Linked DNA regions of Macaca mulatta: region 1 is linked to region 2. The links are chromatin contacts, called in public Hi-C maps. All regions are on one chromosome and are shown on one strand. Each heading gives the region's core, a stretch centred on a gene start, on an enhancer-like site or on the middle of the called end of the contact. The rest is flanking DNA. Distances are from core to core; before and after follow the strand shown. Region 1 holds the start of SPRTN (SprT-like N-terminal domain). Region 2 holds the start of TSNAX (translin associated factor X).

Region 1 (7,171 bases), core at 3,882-6,381, 200 kb after region 2:
ATGTACAGTTATAAAGCGTTTCTTGACCTCCTCAACCAGATAAAGTCTGTTCCTTTTCTGAACTCCCTTCACTATGACTTAGTTAACTACAGTTGTGCCTCACTTGACAGGGATATGTTCTGAAAAATCCATTGTTAGGAGATTTTGTCATTGTGCAAACATCTTAAGGGTGCACTTACACAAACCTAGATGGTATAGCCTATAAACACCTAGGCTATAGAGTACAGCCTGCTGCTCCTAGGAAACAAACCTGTACAGGATGTTACTGTACTGAATGCTGTAGGCAAGTGCAACACAATGGTAAGTATTTGTGCAACTAAATATAAAGAAGATAAACGGTACAATAAAAATATGGTCTTGGCCGGGCGCAGTGGCTCATGCCTGTAATCCCAGCACTTTGGGAGGCCGAGGCGGACGGATCATAAGGTCAGGAGATCGAGACCATCCTGGCTAACATGGTGAAACCCCGTCTCTACTAAAAAAAATACAAAAAATTAGCCGAGCGTGGTGGCAGGCGCCTGTAGTCCCAGCTACTCGGGAGGCTGAGGCAGGAGAATGGCATGAACCCGGGAGGCAGAGCTTGCAGTGAGCCAAGATACGCCACTGCACTCCAGCCCAGGCAACAGAGGGAGATGCCGTCTCTAAAAAAAAAAAAAAAAAATATATATATATATATATATATATATATATATATGGTCTTGGCTGGGCACAGTGACTCACACCTGTAATCCCAGCACTTTGGGAGGCTGAGGCAGGAGGATCACCTGGGGTCAGGAGTTCAAGACCAGCCTGGCCAACATGGTGAAACCCCACCTCTACTAAAAATACAAAAAGTAGCCGGGTGTGGTGGCACACACCTGTAATCCCAGCTACTTGGGAGGCTGAGGTAGAAGGATCTCTTGAACCAGGGAGGCAGAGGCTGCAGGGAGCCGAGATCATGTCATTGCACTCCAGCCTGGGCAACAAGACCAAAACTCCATCTCAAAAAACAAAAATAAAAATAAATAAATAAATAAATATATGGTCTTATAATCTTATGGGACCACTGTTATACATGGGGTCCATCATTGACTAAAATGTCATTTTGTAACTTTCTGCCAATAGGAAACGCTCACTTGATACCATTATACATTCCCCATTCTCTTCCCACCCACTACTTAAAACCATTTTTTTTTCATGTGTTTATGTAATCATTTACCCAATACATATTCATTAAGCAACTCTTCCAGTTAGGGCTCCTTGTAAGCCTGATTTGGTTAATTATGCTGTTCAACTTTTTAAAATGTGTATTACTTTTTTCTGCTCATTCATTGGGTTACTAAGAAGGTTGTGTTAACATTCTGCAAGTATGAGGCTGGGCATCGTGGCTCACACCTGAATCCCACCACTTTGGGAGGCTGAGGCAGGAGGATTGCTTGGGCCTGGGAGGTTGAGGCTGTAGTGAGACAGGGTCTTGCTCTGTCACCTAGACTGTACTGCCGTGGTGTGATCTCAGCTCACTGTAACCTCCGCCTCCCAGGTTCAAGCGACTCTTGTGCGTCAGCCTCCTGAGTAGCTGGGACTACAGGTGTGTGTCACCACACCCAGCTAATTTTTTGTATTTTTAGTAGAGATGGGGTTTCACCATGTTGGTCAGGCTGGTCTCAAACTCCTGGCCTCAAGTGATCCACCTGTCTCAGCTTCCCAAAGTGCTGGGATTACAAGCATGAGCCACTGCGCCCAGCCTGATTGTAGATTCTTTTTGCTTCTGCTAACTTATGCCTCATAAAATTTAAAGCTACGTTATTACTTTTAGGGACATTATGTATTGCTGTTTAATAGATTGTTTTATTATTATAAAATATCCCACTTTTCCTCTAGTAAAACTTCTTCCCTTGAAGTCTTCAGTCTGATACTAATACTGGTTGAACATCCCTAATTTGACAATCCAACATCTGAAATGCTCCAAAATCCAAAACTTTTTGAGCACTTACAAGATGCTTAAAGGCTATGTTCTAAGGAAATGCACACTAAAGCCATTTCAGATTTGGGACTTTTGGATTAGGAAAGCTCAACCAGTAAGTATTGTGCAAACATTCCAAATTAAAAAAAAAAAATCTGAAATCTGAAACACTTCTGGTCCCAAACACTTTGGATAATGAGTACTCAACCTTATAGCCACAATAGTTTTCTGCTGATAAGTGTTTGGATGATTACTTTTCCTCATCCTTTTAATATAAGTGTGTCTTTACTGTAAGCATGCCATTCCATGTATTTAATGGAGTGTTTAGTCCACTGACATTTAATTATTGATACTTTGTTTACACCTACCTTTCTCTTTGTATCATCTGAGCTTTGTTCTTTTTCATTCATCAAGTATTTCTACTGTACCATTTTACATTTAGTAGCTATTTTTTAAACAAATTGTGGTAAAAAAAAATTAACAAAATTCCCCATCGTACCCATTTTTATGTGTACAGTTCGGTGTTGAGTATATTCACATTGTCATGTAATCCACTGCCTTTTATTATCCTTAAAAACAGCATCTCTCATCTCCAAGCATGTTTTAATATGTTTCCCACCCCATGCTGAGAAACTACCACCCTGCTCTTTTGTACAGATTTTTTGTTTTTTTGGGTTTTTTTGAGACGGAATTTCGCTCTTATTGCCCAGGCTGGAGTGCAATCGCGCAGTCTCAGCTCACTGCAACCACCACCTCCTGGGTTCAAGAGATCCTCCTGCCTCAGCTCCCACTGCTCCATTCTGCTAGCAGAAGTACCAGCTCTAAATGTGAAGCGTGCACGCACACTGGTTTCTGCTGCCAGCTCGGCTAGGTGTCCTGAGCACACAGCAGTGTGGCAGCCCAACTGAGGAGAATGAAAATTTGTGTTTCTCAACAGGAAGATGTGGATCCTGTTTTCTCTGCTTCTAAATACATAACTTAAGCCAGTTACTTCACCTTTCTGAACCTTAATTTCTTTACTCATAAAAATGAAAATAGCAACACATGAACATCAACAGGGCTGTTGTACAATCAAAGCAGATAATATACCTAGAAGCCTTTTTTTTTTTTTTTTTTTAAGATGGAGTCTGGCTCTGTAGCCCAGGCTGGAGTGCAGTGGTGCAATCTCGGCTCACTGCAAGCTCCGCCTCCCAGGTTCACACCATTCTCCTGCCTCAGCCTCCCGAGTAGCTGAGACTACAGGCGCCCGCCACCACGCTCGGCTTTTTTTTTTTTTTTTTTTTTTTTTTTTTTTTAGTAGAGACGGGGTTTCACCGTGTTGGTCAGGATGTTCTCGATCTTCCGACCTCGTGATCCACCCGCATCGGCCTCCCAAAGTGCTGGGATTACAAGCGTGAGCCACCGCACCCGGCCTCTAGAAGCCTTTTTTTTTCCCACTATGAAGCACTATAAAAAACATAAGGTGTTCATTATTATTTGCCCCATAATTCAAGTTTGCACTGAGGGCAAAGAGACTTTTTAAAAGATACATACAGGTGAATTCACAGCAGTCTAAATCAATGACAAGCATTTGTAAATTACTGAGCTAGGAAGCAAGTTTACATGAAAAATACCTCTACAAGATCCTTTCTTGGTCTCAACTTTAAAAGGGGTTCGCTGAGACGGATGGAACACATTCCACCCTTCCCTTCATAGCTGCATATCCCAGCACACCTAGAAAACAATCACCATAAAAATGTGTTACATTGACCAAATACGCCCAAGTCCTTACACATTCTTGGGCAGTGCACACTAAGAGAACTCATTTGGCAGATGGCTTTCTTGAGAGTATACCCCCTTGGTTAGCAGATACTTGCATTTCACCCAATTAATTAGTTACAGCCCCCGGGGGCGCCTCCCGCGATGGCTCCCCGGCCAGGCGAGGAAGGAAAGCAGCGCCCTCTCACCACCCTGCTTGAGAAGGTGGAAGGCTGCAGGCACCTGATAGAGACGCCAGGACAGTACCTGGTGTACAACGGGGACCTAGTGGAATACGATGCGGACCACATGGCCCAACTGCAGCTTCCCTTGCCCTAGCTAGGCTGCAACAGCTCGAAGGCAATCCCATTCTGCTACTCCCAGTCTCCTTACGACAAATCACAGTTTGGTGTTATTAACAAGCAGGTATCTCCAATAGTGTATCTCCAAAATGATAACAGACGCCTGTATAAAGGAGATTGGTACTTTAAACACAATTTAATATGATATCTTAATTTGTTTGTAGGTTGTTTTCTGTCAACTCAAAAACAAGCATGCTGGTGGTATACAACTGTATCTTAAACTTCACCCTATTCACGTGCAGGAGTAGATTATTATTTCAAATAAGGATTTCTCAAATTTAGCATGTAGAAAAAGAATCGTTTTAAAAGCATCACTGAAGATCCCCACTGCAACACACGAGCTCACTAAAGTGGGTTCCTAACGGGAAAGAGAGGAGGGGAACGCACATCCTTTGGAGGTTACTCTGCGTCCTCAGCACTTTCTTAGGGGCAGATTTGGTTGCTTTTCCCTTCAGGGTCCTACAGCACTATCATAAGGCAAATCAGGAACTTGTTATTTTCAAGTTTAGTGAGATTCAAACACAAATCTCTTTTCTCGTTAGGGCCCTGAGTCCAACCGTGGCGGTGGGGTCTACACAGCTTTCTTATTTTTCGAGTGGGAGAAAAGGTAAGAAAAAGAGAAATACGCCAAGGCAGGAATTGCCAGGTCCAAAACCAGACTCCCCCCTCATTTAATGCCCCCTGGGACCGTCGGACCAGAGAAAGGAGAGAAGACCAGGACCGGGGGCTGCAGGAGAACTGCCAGTCCCGCCTCTTTCCCCAGCGGGGCTCGGAACTCACAGGGTCATTCGCACGCTCCACTTCACCTCGACGGCCTCCAGCTGGCCCCAGAAGAACTGGTCGTTAAACTGAACAAACAGGGCCTGCAAGTCCGGTGTGGGGTCCACCAACTCCCACGACGCGTCCACTAGCGACAGGGACTCCTGGGCCTGATCGCGCTCCGCCTCCTGCAAGTTCCACTCCTCCTGAAGCCGCAGGGCCAACATCAGGTCATCGTCCATCGTTGCCAGGATCACAGGCGGGATCCGCCGGTGTCAGGCTGGCTCCGAGTTAGGCTGCGACCCCAAGCCGCCTAGCGGAGGACCAGGACTAGCTCCTAGGAGATACCGGCTCTCGAGACGGCCAGTCAATCCCGCGAGAGTTCGCGGAAACTCGCTTGAGAAAGAGAACGTGAACGAGAACGGCGCTTACCCCAAACGCCGAAGCCAAGATTCTAGGGCTTTAAAACAAGCAGTCAGCACGACACCTCCTAGTGGGCGCAGAACCTGGGCTCACAGGGCACCGGCCCTACGAAGCTTTCAGGAAGCTAGTTCCAGCCTTTACTCTTTGCCGGTTATTTCAAACCTCAACGTCACGCTCGGTTCATGCGCAGTACTCAAATTGCTCTCGGCCTCTCCACTCACTTCCGCACTAGCTCCTCCGGCGCATGCGCCTTAACTGATGGCATTCCTGCGCAGGCGCAATGTCTGCGCCTGGCCCCTTGCGCAGGCGCAGTGTCTGACGCTCAGACCCGGCGCAGGCGCACTCGTCTTGTTCCAATTCCTGCTTCCTCAGCCCAGGAGCTCGGTGGGTCTTGGGTGGGTGTAGACAGCCGCGGCGGCTGCGGCGCCGATAGTGACAGTGAGTGCGTGAGACCCGGACGGAAATGGCGATGGCGATGTCGGACAGTGGGGCGAGCCGCCTGCGTCGGCAGCTGGAGTCAGGGGGTTTTGAGGCGCGGCTGTACGTGAAGCAGCTCTCGCAGCAGTCGGATGGGGACCGGGACCTCCAGGAGCACCGGCAGCGCATCCAGGCGCTGGCGGAGGAGACGGCGCAGAACCTGAAGCGCAACGTCTACCAGAACTACCGGCAGTTCATAGAGACGGCCCGTGAGATCTCCTACCTGGAGAGCGAGATGTACCAGCTCAGCCACCTGCTGACGGAGCAGAAGAGCAGCCTGGAGAGCATCCCGCTTACGTTGCTGCCTGCCGCAGCTGCCGCCGGAGCCGCTGCCGCGTCTGGCGGGGAGGAGGGAGTCGGTGGGGCGGGGGGCCGAGACCACCTCCGAGGCCAGGCCGGTTTTTTCTCCACCCCCGGTGGCGCCTCCCGCGACGGCTCCGGTCCAGGCGAGGAAGGAAAGCAGCGCACTCTCACCACCCTGCTTGAGAAGGTGGAAGGCTGCAGGCATTTGCTGGAGACGCCGGGACAGTACCTGGTGTACAACGGGGACCTAGTGGAATACGATGCCGACCACATGGCCCAACTGCAGCGGGTGCACGGCTTTCTCATGAACGATTGTTTGTTGGTGGCTACCTGGCTGCCGCAGCGGCGGGGGATGTATCGCTACAACGCTCTCTATTCCCTAGATGGTTTGGCCGTAGTCAATGTCAAGGACAACCCGCCCATGAAGGACATGTTCAAGCTGCTTATGTTCCCCGAGAGCCGTATTTTCCAGGCCGAAAATGCTAAAATAAAACGAGAGTGGCTGGAAGTGCTGGAGGAGACCAAGAGAGCCCTCAGTGAGAAAAGGCGAAGGGAGCAGGAGGAGGCAGCGGCCCCTCGAGGGCCACCCCAAGTGACTTCCAAGGCCACTAACCCATTTGAGGATGACGAAGAAGAAGAGCCAGCTGTTCCTGAGGTAGAGGAAGAGAACGTGGACCTCTCCATGGAATGGATCCAGGAGTTACCTGAAGACCTGGATGTCTGCATTGCGCAGAGGGACTTTGAAGGGGCTGTTGACCTGCTGGATAAATTGAACCATTACCTGGAAGATAAGCCTAGCCCACCTCCTGTAAAAGAACTAAGGGCCAAAGTGGAGGAGCGAGTTCGACAGCTCACTGAGGTGCTGGTTTTCGAACTCTCCCCAGATCGTTCCCTGAGAGGTGGTCCCAAGGCTACTCGCAGAGCAGTTTCGCAACTGATCCGGCTGGGCCAGTGCACGAAGGCCTGTGAGCTATTTTTGAGAAACAGGGCAGCCGCTGTTCATACAGCAATTCGTCAGCTTCGCATTGAAGGCGCCACTTTACTCTATATTCATAAGCTGTGCCATGTCTTCTTTACCAGCCTTCTTGAGACTGCAAGAGAATTTGAGATTGATTTTGCAGGCACTGACAGCGGCTGCTACTCCGCCTTTGTGGTCTGGGCAAGATCA
Region 2 (6,123 bases), core at 963-3,462:
GACTGCTTGAGCTCAGGAGTTCAAGACCAGCCTAAGCAACATGGCAAAACCTTGTCTCTACAATAAAAATTTTTTTAAATTAGCCAGGCATGAGACAGAGTGAGACTCTGTCTCAAAAAAAAAAAAAAAAAAGAAAATTGTAGTTCAGCAGACAGGTAATGAGGACACCACCTTAGAAGCAACTCCACCTTCTTTTTCTTCTTTTTGAGATGGAGTCTCACTCTGTCGCCGGGACTGTAATGCAATGGCGCGATCTGGGCTCACTGCAACCTCGGTGTTTCCGGTTCAAGCGATTCTACTGCCTCAGCCTCCCAAGTAGCTGGGACTACAGGCGCCCGCCACCACGCCCAGCTAATTTTTTGTATTTTCAGTAGAGACAGGGTTTCACCATGTTGGCCAGGCTGGTCTCAAACTCATGACCTCGTGATTCACCTGCCTTGGCCTCCCAAAGTGCTGGGATTACAGGCGTGAGTCACCACGCCCAGCCGCAACTCCACCTTCTGTATCCGTATGCTCTTTATTCAATTACAGCCAGCTGTCTTAAACTTCTGAAGATCACAGTAGATACTGTGGTGGTTTTAAAATATATCCACAAAACACTTGAGACTCCTTCCTCCAAAGGGTAGGACATAATTTCCTTCCCCTTCAACCTGAGACAGTTTTTATCTAATATATAAAATGTGACAAAATGACAGTGTCTGATGTTTAAGATTAGGACATAAGGAGACTGTGGTTTCCTCCTTGCACTCTCTCTGAAGGAGACCAGATGCCACACCAAAGGACACCCAAGCAGCACAAGTTCATGTGGACAGGAACAGAGAGCTGGTTGCAGGCAAAAGGCCTGAACTGTCAACAGCTGTGGATCCTTCAGCCCCAATCAAGGTTTCAGGTGATTGCAAATCAGAATCAACCAGCTAAGCCCTTCCCAGATTCCTTAATCACAGAAATGTAAGGTACAGGATAGTGGATAAGAGGAGGACAAAAGGAAGAGAACTTTGTTTTATGTTTGTTTTGAAATGAGGAATAACTTGTCCAAGTTAATATGCTGAGAAAAGAGGACTGTGAAAATCTGTGTATATAGACACACAAGATGTACTAATAGATACAAGCTCCTATTCTGTGCAAAGTGTTAGTTAAAACAAAGATACCCTCCTTGACTTCAAGCCTAGTAGAGGATACACAATAAATGAAAATATATTTTAGCATATAACAGATGAATAAATATTATCAGGTACACAATTCTTGAGTATGTGACATGTCTAATATTAGCTAATGTTTACTGTTTCTTGTGTTTAAGTCATGTTTACCTGATTACTAATATTAATATTTCTCTTAATGGGACATAAAAGTGAAGGCCTTTGTAATCCAGACTTTTAGGGTAGTTCTAGCACCATCACAAAACTTCCAGCTAAAGTTTCACATCCACATTCTTAGGGACTGTTTTCTTGCGCATAATCATGGCTACATAATTTTGTTCTCTCCCCTTCATCAACTTACATTGCAGAGAACTTACATTTAAAGGCCAACATCACTGGTGAAGATGAATTAACATCCTTCCCTTCTCTTCTTTGGTTATGTGGGAAATTGTCATGTTTCCTTTTCCTGAACCCTCCTGATCCTTATATAGAGAAGAAAAAAAGTTAGAGATCTTCCATCACCAACAGTTTGCAAAACAGAACATAGGCAAACGTTCTCCTTGCTTTAAAACCAGACACGCACAGGGCCCTCGCCTTAGAGGCTTTCTCCGCAGACTGACAGAGACGCTGCCCAGGCCTTTCCACGCAAACCATCCAAGCTTCCACCAACTAGTGCTATGATCTGGCATTACAGCAACTACTAAACTAGGATAAAATCACACCTCAAAGATTTAATAAAAAAGGAGGTGTAAACAGGGCCAATCTGGCCGGGGAGAGAACCAGAGCTGCCGCCCCCGAGTCTGCAAGGCACGAAGGCATCCTTCAAGAGTGAAAAGGGGAAAACGGCATAGAAAGAGTGGAGAACCTCCCCCTCTGGATAAATAACGCCCCGTGTTGTTGAGGACGCCACCTTCTTTGTTGCTCATGTCGTCACAGCCTACGGTGAGACGAGCGGAGACTGAAGGACCAGGAGCCAGAGGAGTGCGCGAGGTACAGGCCCAGCTAGCCTGGGAAAACAGCCGGCGGAAGACCGCTCTGCAGCCCGGCGACTACAACGCAGTGGCCGGAAGTCTCCCGTCGCGTACTTCCGGCCTGCGTCCGGTGGGGGCGGAGGGAGGCCGCTGCTGCTGGCTCCGAGCCCCGCGTGGTCCAGGGACGCCCGCGACTGTGTATTATCGCGGCCGCCCTCTGCTATGCCTGAAGACAAAAACTACTCTACACGACTCACAGCATGTACTATTAATAAAAAGACGATGCGTCTTCCTGGAACTGAGATCTGTGTGATCGTGGGAAAGCGACGTAAAAAAAAGTACGTAATTTTTTAATGAAGGGACCTTCGGGACACCTTACCCTTCCCTCAGCGGGGACCCAGCTTTCCGCGCGGTGCATTGTGGGGGTTGTAGTTCGTCCGCGGGAGCAGGCCCTCTGGTGCCCCGGGCCAGGGTTGTGAGAAAGAAGGGAGGCCTCCCTGGAGCTCCTCGGAGCACGTGGGAAGGTTTTTTTCAGGATCCAGGCAAAACCTTACAGAGCTAGGAGTTTTTTTAACTTTCTATTCCTGGCAGTGAGGCCAGGAGCTTTAAGTGATGGAAATATGCGAATCGATCAGTGGATGGTGCTGGTACTGTTTTCAGGAAGATCAAGCCTGCCCTTCGGGTCTCCCTCCTCCCCACTGGCTCTCAGGAGCCAGACAGCCTGTGTTCAGTTTGCCTCACGGAGTGGTTGTGTGACCTTGATGAAGCATGCAATTTCTCTGCCTCAGTTTCCTTATCTGTAACATAGGGATAGAATACCTGCCTTGTAGGGTTATTTGAGGATGAAAGGAGTTAAGGCTCACGAAGATGCTCTTTCACATATAACTGCTCAATTAAATATTAAATACCATACTTCTCTCCCACACAAAATGAAAGAAAGGTAATAGGTGTATTCCACTAAACTGTGGGTCTCTCATTATGGGCAGCTACTGCCATATCTAGACTTTGTTCCCCCACTAGCCCCAGTGCTTTTCAGTGCTGTGGTCTGGCCCCATGTAAGCCTCCGTCAACGTTTGTTGAAGAATCACGTTCCTGGTGTGTCCAGAATTGGTGGGTTCTCGGTCTCCATGACTTCAAGAATGAAGCCGCAGACCCCTGCAGTGAGTGTTACAGTTCTTAAAGATGGTGTGTCTGGAATTTGCTCCTTCAGATGTTCAGATGTGTCTGGACCTTCTTCCTTCTGGTGGGTTCATGGTCTCACTGACTTCAGGAGTGAAGCTGCAGACCTTGGTTCACAGTGTTACAGCTCATGAGGCAGCATGAATCCAAAGAGTAAGCAGCAGCAAGAGTTCATCACAAAGAGAGAAAGAACAAACCTTCCACAATACAGAAAAAACCCCCCTCCCCGCCCCGCCTGCTTTTATTTCCTTATGTGATCCCACCCACATCCTGCTGATTGGTCCATTTTACAGAGAGCTGATTGGTCCATTTTGACAGTGCTGATTGGTCCATTTTGACAGAGTGCTGATTGGTGCATTTACAATCCTCTAGCTAGACAGAAAAGTTATCCAAGTCCCCACTAGGTTAGTTAGATACAGAGTACCAATTGGTGTATTTACAAACCTTGAGCTAGACACAGAGTACTGATTGGTGTATTTACAAACCCTGAGCTAGATGCAGAGTGCTGATTGGTGTGTTTACATCCCTCAGCTGGACATAAAAGTTCCCCAGGTCGCCACCAGCCCTGCTGACCTCACCCAGTGGATCCTGCACCAGGGCTGCAGGCGGAGCTGCCCGCCAGTCCTGAGCAACACCTGTGCTCCTCAGCTTTTGGGCACTCGATGGGGCTGGGCGCCATGGAGCAGGGGGTGGCGCCCATCGGGGAGGCTTGGGCCGCACGGGAGACCGCGGCGGAGGGGGAGCTTGGGCATGGCGGGCTGCAGGTCCTGAACCCTGCCCTGCAGGGAGGCAGCTGAGGCCCGTTGAGAATTTGAGCGCAGCGCCCGGGGTGCTGGGAGACCAGGCACAACCTCCGCAGCTGCTGGTCCGGGTGCTAAGCCCCTCACTGTCCTGGGCCAGCGGCGCCTGCTGGCCGCTCTGCGGGCCAGCGAAGCCCGCGCCCACCAGAACTTCCGCTGGCCTGTGAGCAGCCCCGGTTCCTGCCAGAGCCTCTCCACATCTCCTGGCAAGCAGAGAGAGCCGGCTCCCGCCTCTGCCAGCCCAGAGAGGGGTTCCCACAGTGCAGTGGCAGGTTGAAGGGCTCTTCAAGCACCACCAGAGTGGATGCCGAGACCAAGAAGGTGCCAAGAGCAAGGGCTGCTAGCATGTTGTCACCTCTCACTGGCCTCAGGATGGGTAACTAGGTGGCAATTCAGCACCGTCTAGAGAGAAACTTAGGCCAAGGCTTGGTAAGTGGGATGCCCTAGGCCTAGTAGAGAAAACACAAGTACATTTTAAGCTTTCTCTAAATAACCTTTATATTGTAGTCATGTGTTGTATACAGTCTTTTCTCCTTGTTAATTTAGGAACAAAGGAACAGTAAATGAAATAACTTGGCTAGAATATGGCAGTAACTACAAGGCACGTTCTGCTCTGGCAGGAAGGTAACCACCACTCATACCTCTGCAGCTCTGGGAATACGTGAATTAACTAAGCAGATTCCTTGAGGATAAAGTAGGCTCCTGGGGACCTTGCTTGTTGGGCTACTTGCTTTGTGGATGTTGAACAAATAATTGTCATGAATTTGAGTGACGTCTCATCTACCAGTGTTCCCCCTACTCTGATTAGAAATGACTTGATCATGCCAAAAAGAAAAAAAAGACAGCTCTGATACAAATCTAGCCATTTTAATATGACTCCCTCTAGATCCAAGGAAGCCAGTACTTATGAACATTTTCGGAGTCAATACTTACTTTACCGTACCATAATTGAAGGAAAGCGTATTTTTCCTAACTCTCCTGGAATAGCACATCCCAAGATTTCAACTTTCCAAAGCCTGGATCAACTGTATTTCTTTTCTTTCTCCAGCCACTACTGCCCTACCCTGTTCAACTACAGCTATGTTACCTGAACTGCTTTCCACTCTTTCCCGTAAATATGATGATTAGAACACTAAGTTTCATAACCCATAATGACTTCCGAAAGTATTTAAGGGAGGTGAATCCCAGGAGCACTTTCTCAGCACTTATTTGCATATGCATTTACCCCAGGCTTCCCCAGGTGTCCCAGCTTGTAGCTACTCCTTTGTCAGGAAATAGATTTCAATGTCTGTAACAACCTGCATCCCTACCCTGTCTCCTTGTTTTATTGCTTCAGATGTAAACATAGTTTTGGTACTTGGCAAAACAGTTTTTTGTTTGTTTTTAAAGTAAGACTACCACCCCAAGTCAGGGAGACGAAGGTAAAGATTTTTAGTAACATCTTATCTCTGATGTTGATTTTACTTGCTTTTTTTTTTTTTTTTTTTTTTTTTTAAACAGTTTCACTCTGTCACCCAAGCTGCAGTCCACGGCTCACTCACTACAACCTTGACCTCCTCGGGCTCCAGTGATCCTCCCACCTCAGCCTCGCAGGTTGTTGGGACTACAGGCGCATGCTACTATGCATGGCTAATTTTTTTTTCTCTATTTTGTGGAGACAGGGTTTCGCCATATTGCCCAGGCTGGTCTCAAACTCCTGGGCTCAAGTGATCCACCTGCCTAGGCCTCCCAAAGTGCTGGGATTACAGTGAGCCACTGTGCCTGGCCTCCAGTTGCATTCTAATTGCCTATATTTGGCTCTGAATGAAGCTCTAAGCCTTTCAGTTGCATGGTTGTTATTCAGTTCATAAATCCTCTCATTTGTCACCATTAGATTAAGAGAAAAATCGCATATCAAAACTGGTTTGGGAGACCAAGGCAGGTGGATCATTTGAGGCCAGGAGTTCGAGACCAGCCTGGCCAACATGGTGAAACACTCTCCTAAAAAATACAAAAATTATTTGGGTGTGGTGGCATGTGCCTGTAATCCCCAGAGGC

The links. A called contact is a pair of places that touch in the nucleus more often than the background predicts.
Region 1: a Hi-C map of fetal cortex germinal zone shows a contact between it and region 2, with 2.4 times the contacts expected there. The contact joins the promoter of SPRTN here to the promoter of TSNAX in region 2. A contact is called at or near these places in 3 of 14 Hi-C or Micro-C datasets (CD4 T cells, blood and fetal cortex germinal zone).

The regions. Positions count from the first base shown.
Region 1 is chr1:17,691,116-17,698,286 of T2T-MMU8v2.0, forward strand. It overlaps SPRTN (SprT-like N-terminal domain), which reads right to left and starts at 5,132. Exons shown (of 4, transcript XM_028849709.2): 1 at 4,822-5,132; 2 at 3,556-3,655. The coding sequence starts at 5,042. EXOC8 (exocyst complex component 8) reads left to right here and starts at 5,597. Exons shown (of 1, transcript NM_001258061.1): 1 at 5,597-7,171. The coding sequence starts at 5,687.
Region 2 is chr1:17,497,678-17,503,800 of T2T-MMU8v2.0, forward strand. TSNAX (translin associated factor X) reads right to left here and starts at 2,213. Exons shown (of 6, transcript NM_001261354.1): 1 at 2,047-2,213; 2 at 1,514-1,618. The coding sequence starts at 2,062.